2 separate regions of the Sus scrofa genome follow, and region 1 is linked to region 2. Evidence: chromatin contacts called from public HiChIP or PLAC-seq data. All regions are on one chromosome and are shown on one strand. The core of a region is the stretch at or near the end of the contact, and the rest is flanking DNA. Distances in the headings are between cores, read along the strand shown.

The links. HiChIP or PLAC-seq counts read pairs in DNA pulled down with a chosen protein or histone mark.
Region 1: a contact with region 2 is called in an H3K27ac HiChIP or PLAC-seq map of skeletal muscle, with 7 times the contacts expected there. The contact joins two enhancer-like sites. A contact is called at or near these places in 12 of 47 Hi-C or Micro-C datasets (brain, embryonic fibroblasts, epiblast stem cells and 6 more) and 2 of 2 datasets of contacts at active chromatin or transcription factors (alveolar macrophages and skeletal muscle).

Annotation. Positions count from the first base shown.
Region 1 is chr13:146,887,778-146,890,918 of Sscrofa11.1, forward strand. The region is part of intron 5 of GTPBP8 (GTP-binding protein 8); the gene reads right to left. Among named protein-coding and RNA genes, the nearest start is that of NEPRO, 13 kb to the right of the region's middle. Within about 2 kb of position 1,809, at least 15 of the 83 cell types and tissues checked have an H3K27ac peak or open chromatin away from gene starts, as enhancers often do. A contact at or near this core is called in skeletal muscle, where this site is marked.
Region 2 is chr13:146,810,105-146,813,138 of Sscrofa11.1, forward strand. No RefSeq gene overlaps it. Among named protein-coding and RNA genes, the nearest start is that of NEPRO, 90 kb to the right of the region's middle. Within about 2 kb of position 1,742, at least 7 of the 83 cell types and tissues checked have an H3K27ac peak or open chromatin away from gene starts, as enhancers often do. A contact at or near this core is called in skeletal muscle, where this site is marked.

The DNA.
Region 1 (3,141 bases), core at 559-3,058, 78 kb after region 2:
GGAAGGTAAGAGTTTTATTTTTATTCATTTATTTGGTCTCCTATTTATGTATAGTATAGTTCAATAAAAAGCAATAATGCTTACAAGTGACAAAAGAACATTTTCTTTACAAAATTCTGTCAATAAACTTTGAGGTTATCTGAACAAAGATTTTCAATGAAAAGAGTTCTCCTTTTCTGATTACCACCTAAATTCCTCTGCCCCCTGCCACTCCTCCACCCCCACCCCCACCCAAGGTGCCCAGGGTTATCCACAGAGCCTTTTGGCTGAGCTAAGCCATCATGTATGAGGGCTAAGCTCTGGGTAAAGGTGGTCCCTCTGAGACCACAGCCAGGAACGGAACACTTGTTTAGCTTACAGCCAGGTATGGGTTCTCAGGAAAGACTGGCTCTGGCCCAGGACTAATAAATGATGTTTGTGAACAGAAGTCTGGGGATCACTTTTTCTAAACCATATTCATGTTGGAAAAAGTGAGTTCATGTTATCATTACTTAATTCAGTACTTTCCCCGACTCTTGCAGTATGAATTCCTGCCCCACTCCCAAAATTGGCTGTGATAGCCGCTTCATGATCAGGAGGTTGATAATAGGCTGGAAATCACTTAGGAAACACAAGACCTCCTATGCCTAGTTTCAACCTTCTGAACAAAGCTATCTGCCCAGAAATCAAAGTCTGTTTACAATTAAAATCTGCCTAGAATTAAAGTCTAGGGGATGGAGAAGGTTACAGGGAAGACCCTTCATTCAGATCAAAGGAGACCGATTACCAAAGACCCTATACTAGGTTTTCAAAACTTTGAGTTCACGGAACGTTTCCAAATATTAGAATTTTCAATGGCACACCTAAAGGAATTAAATGGGGTCTACTGTCATGGTCACACTACAGTGGCATTCATACACTGAAGTTAAAAAATACAACCTGTGTGACCCTAGGAAGGTCAAAATTTAAATGTCAGACAATTCTTCCCTCCTTCTGCTCAGCAAGTATATGCTGTAGATTAGGGCTGCCAAAAATACAGGACACATTTACTTTTGAATTTTAGATAATGAATTTTTTTTTAGTACAAGTTTGTACTATGCTAAATTCATTTATCTGAAATTCAAATTTAACAGAGCACGCTCTATTTTTATTTGCTAAATCTGGCCACAAGAGAGTAGGAGAAGGGAATCTTCCTTTATTCAGCCAGCATCTGTGCCCATGGGCTTCTCTGAGGTGAGCAACTTGCCTCTCTGGATGCGGCTATTATTAAAGATGCATACAACACAGCCCCTTGAGCCAGGCCAACTACATCAGCTAGTGTTCAAGTGAATAAATCATGATCTGCCTTAATGTTGGAGGGGGAAAGGATTGTCTGAAACAGACTCACTGAGAGATATCGGTCTCTGATGTGGTAACTTTCTTAAGTATTTTCTTCATTTGACAAAAATTGAGTATTTGAACTGTTCTAGGCACTTAGGACAGAATGAGGGATGAAATAGCTTCTTGTTAGAACAAGGAACTAAACATCCCTGTTCTCATGATGCCTATATGCTCCTGGAGGGAGATTTTCAATGCGAATTTTAATATCTTTTTATCCTGGAATCGACCTGAGTTAGATGTTACTCTACCTACTGGCTCTATCACACTTGAATACCTTGACACTATTTGAATACACCTGCTTTCTGCCTTGATCATGTTTTCTTATATATTCCTGATGCAAAATTCTTGCTATGCCAGTATCTCCCATAGTAGGTCGTATGAGACTAGACAGCAATAAACACTGGTGTAAAAGACAGAAAGCTTTTAGGAACATGAGTCTCCTGAGAACTTTCTGTGTCTTGGCAAGTGTGCATGTACACATGTGTATTTTTCTGAGGGTATCTGGGTACACAGATGATGTGTCTCTTGGAAATGTTGGGTGAAAAGAGGCTATCTCCTTTCTGAGTGACTCCTAATTTTTAAAAACATTTTCTTGACCAGTTTAGTTGCAAAAGCAAACACTTGAAAGATTCCAGTAACAACTTCTTGGGCAGAAAAGATGGTCCCTGCTTAGAGCTTGGTTCAGCAGCAGACATTGAAATGTGGCTTGGATCCAACCCTTGGCCTAGTATTAGGGTGTTATATTCCACTAGAGGCCCTGGTACCTTTTCAGAAATGCACCAAATCAGGCACAGACTTGCTGGCAGCCACAGCAGAGGGATTTTACTGATCCATGCCCAGCTCTCAGGAGGTAACTGGCAAGAGAGAAGAAAGCAAAACAAGAAACTAAATCCTTATACACCTTATAAATTTGCCTTGGAAATTCTGCCTCAAGGCTGTCAAAGAATAGGAATAATGATTTCATTTTCTCCAAGGCCAGTTCTTGGGCATTGAGCCTTTAATGCAGAAAAAAAAACCAAAAAACAAAAAACAAAAAACAAAAAAACCCACATCCAATTATCTGATTATCAACTTTTTCTCTAAGTCTTGACAATGCTAGGGTCAGGTGACTCTGTTCCTTGACAATAAACTAAGTTATGCCACTTCTGGCCAAAGGAGGTCTTCAGATCACATGACTTGCTTCCAAGTCAGGGGCAAAGCCTTGAAATCATGCGCATCTACTTTGCCTATAAGACGTTTCTTTGATATTTTAAATCTCCTCTGCCAGGAATAAGTCCATTTGTCTCCATTCTGTCTGAGGTTGTGAAGCTGAGATTCCACTGGCGAGTTGGTATGTAGATTAGGTTGTTCTGCTTGGCTTCTAACTGAAGCTAGAAGCCAGCAAAGAGTAATCTGGGTACAGCCTCTTGCTGCCCTCTGGTGGAGACGTGGGTATTGCACAAGCCATAACTGAGGACTGATTTTCTGAGCTGTTTCAGGTGTCCATACAAAGGTCCATGGGGAGTAATTCCACTTAAAGCTATTAAGTTATATGCTACTGTAAAGCTAAATGTTATAATAAAAATATGTATTGAATAGAGTTTGAAAGGTTGCTCTATAGGAGTCTGATTTCCCAGTAATGGGGGCTTTTATTCTATCCCTTTTTAATTTTTTTTGTTTTTTATTAAATTTTATTTTTTAAATTGTATTTGATTTACAATGTTCTTTCAATGTTTCATCAATGTTTCTATTGTATAACAAGTATCACGAGCATGCATACATGTACATTTTTTAATACTATCT
Region 2 (3,034 bases), core at 492-2,991:
TCACAGAAGCAGCTCAGATGCTGCATTGCTATGGCTGTGGTGTAAGCCAGCATCTGTAGCTCCAATTCAACCCTCAGCCTGGGAACTTCCAATGCCGAGAGTGTGGCCCTAAAAAGACAGAAAGAAAAGAAAAAAAGAAAAAACAAGAATAGAATTGTGAAAAACAGAGCAATGAGGAAGCCTCGGTAGTGAGAATACAGAAAGGTCCTCTCATATCCTTGGGGTTACAAATTCTATGAAAGGCAGTTTTGCAATATTTATTAAACTTACAAATGCACAAATCCTTTAATCCAGCAGTTCTGCTTCTAGGAATTTTTCCTTCAGACATATGCTCCTACGTGCAAAATTCCATGTGAATAAGGTTATTCACAGCAGAAGTGTTTGCAATAGCATCCAATTGAGAACATCCTCACTACCTAGTTGCAGTGGTCTGGTTAAATCACTTATGGACTATCCATATGGTATAATACTCTGGGGCTGTGAAAAAGAAAAGTTCTTTCCAGATTAATAGGGAATGACTGCCAGGATATTCAGTTAAGTAAAAACAAACAAACAAACAACAAAAAAACACACGAAAACCAAAGTGCTTTTGTATTAAGTATGCTTTTGTGTAAAAAACAAGAAAATAAAAGATGTATAAACACACATATACACAACTTACATATGTAAATATATATGTTTAACTGCTTGTATACACATTTAATGTTTCTGGTAGTATTTATCAGAAATAAATATTATTACTTAAATAGAAATAACGAAAATAGTAGAATTAGGTACTTCCAAAGAGAACTGTGTGGCTGGGAGGAGAGGTAAGAGAACATTTTTACCCTTTTGCCTTTTTGGAATTTTGAATCAAGTAAATGGGTTTATTTAAAAATCAAGTTAAATAATTGAACAAGTAATTTATTTCTGATTTTTAGAAATATGGAATTGAATGAGCCTTTACATTTAAGACCATAAAATACAGCAACAATAGTTTTTATTTTTCTAAATCATGTATTCCAAATTTCCTTTTAGTCATGAGAGAGAGAGACTAAAAAAACTAAAGGGGGTGAGGAACCACAGAAGATCCAAGAGATTCTGAATAGAGAATCTCTATTCTGTAATAGAGAATGAGACAGGAGTTAGAGTTTAAGAACGTCCCCAGAGGGAGAGAGAAGCAGAAAATCAGAGAAAGCTGGCAAAACAGGAAGAAGTACAGACAATTGGTAATTTTCAGGGTGAGGACACTCAGGTGAAACATTCCTGCAGCCCTTTGCTCTCCACTGGGGACCTGAGCCTCATAGTACACTATCCTATTCCACGGGCCCTGAAATGGTTGGGTGTAAATAAAAATTTACTTTTCCATTGAAATCTAAGGGTTTTCTCCTGTGTGCAAAGAATTAACAAAGGTCAGTAAAATTCACTTCGGAACCTAGGGCCCCTCTGACATTCAGAAGCAGTCTAATTGCTTCATCTTTGTTCTTTGGGAATCTGGGTTAGCCTAGTAGTAAGTCAGGAGGCTGCATTTGAAAGCAGTGTTTTATTTCCTTTAACCACAACTAAAGCTAATTTATTTGACTACAAATAAAGCTAATTTATGAGACTACATGATTTTGCTATTATTTCCAATTTTCAATTAAAAACATCAAACTCTTAGAGGAGGTGCCACACAGAAACTGGAGCAGAGCAGCAGCTCAGTGAAGAAAAGGTCATGCGTCTGGCTACTACAGTATTTTGGCTTGAACAATTCCCTCCTAGAATGCTAGCCTAAGACAGGGAAGTGAAGCTGGGGCCCAATCAAGTTCTGAAAGGTCCCATCTCTGGCTTACAAAGTAAGGCAAGACACAACTACCTCTATTGCCACCTGCTGGTAAATTTATGTCTCATTTAATTCAGTTAGTGGCTTTCCCACCCCTGATTAAGCACATTTTGGAATATGGAGATAAAAGTTGCTTTTTTTTTTTTTTGCTGCTTCTGAGTGGGGAGGAGGGGTCACACCAAGTCAAGTCCCTGACTCCTCAGGGCCCAAAGCACTTGACAAAGACTGTCCCAATAGGAGGAGTTACTCTCCTCTGGCAGTACCTCCTGCCCTGCCAATTCTTTAAGTCTGTCAACTCTCTTGAATTCAACTAAATACAGAGGTTTCCTTTCCACACCCCCACGGAGACCAGCTTTCAAAGACACTCAGTGATTTTAAGCGGTAATTAACAAATTTTTTTTTTTTTTTCTTTTCTCATCAAACACATACGCAGGCACTTGCCTCACTTTGGTTCTGGGGTTGAAGCCAACAATGATGAACAGAAGACACCTTCATTTATTCTACATTCATTTCTCGTGTTCCTCCCACTGCTATGTTTCGCCTTTCTGTTTTCAAAACCTACACTTCATACTTAATACCTATATATTTAGACAAAGGCACTCATAGAGACACAGTACGGCTAACACATGCATCAGTGAACAACTTGAACATTTTCTGATATTTGTGGTAGCATAAACTCCTTTCTCTGGAATCTTAATAGGTAGAAAACGTATGACCATTTCCCTCCTAAGGTACCACCTCATGACACTAATTGATCATAATGTTCCCCCCAAAGTGCTATAAAATTCTGAAGTAGCTTCTGTTTACCCATTCACCTAGTGAAGGACATTTGGGTTGTTTCAAGTTTTTGGTGATTATGACTAGAGTGGCTATAAACATGCATGCACACATTTTTAGGTGAAAATAAGTTTTGCTTTCTCTAGGGTAAATATCCAGGAATGGGACTGTTGGGTCATATGGTTTGTGCATGTTTAACTTTTTAAAGAACTGGCAATCCTTTTTTGCATTCTCACCTGCAATGCCTGGTGTTCCAGTTGCTCTGCATCCTTGTTAGCACTTGGCATTTTCAGTGTTTTTTCTTTTAGACATTATAATAAGTGGTAACTCACATGGTTTTAATAGGCATTTCCTTAATAATTGGCATTATTGGGCAATTTTTTATGTACTCACTTGCCATCCAGATATCCTCTTTGGTAACATGCCTGTTCGATTATTTTACCCAATGGTTTTTTC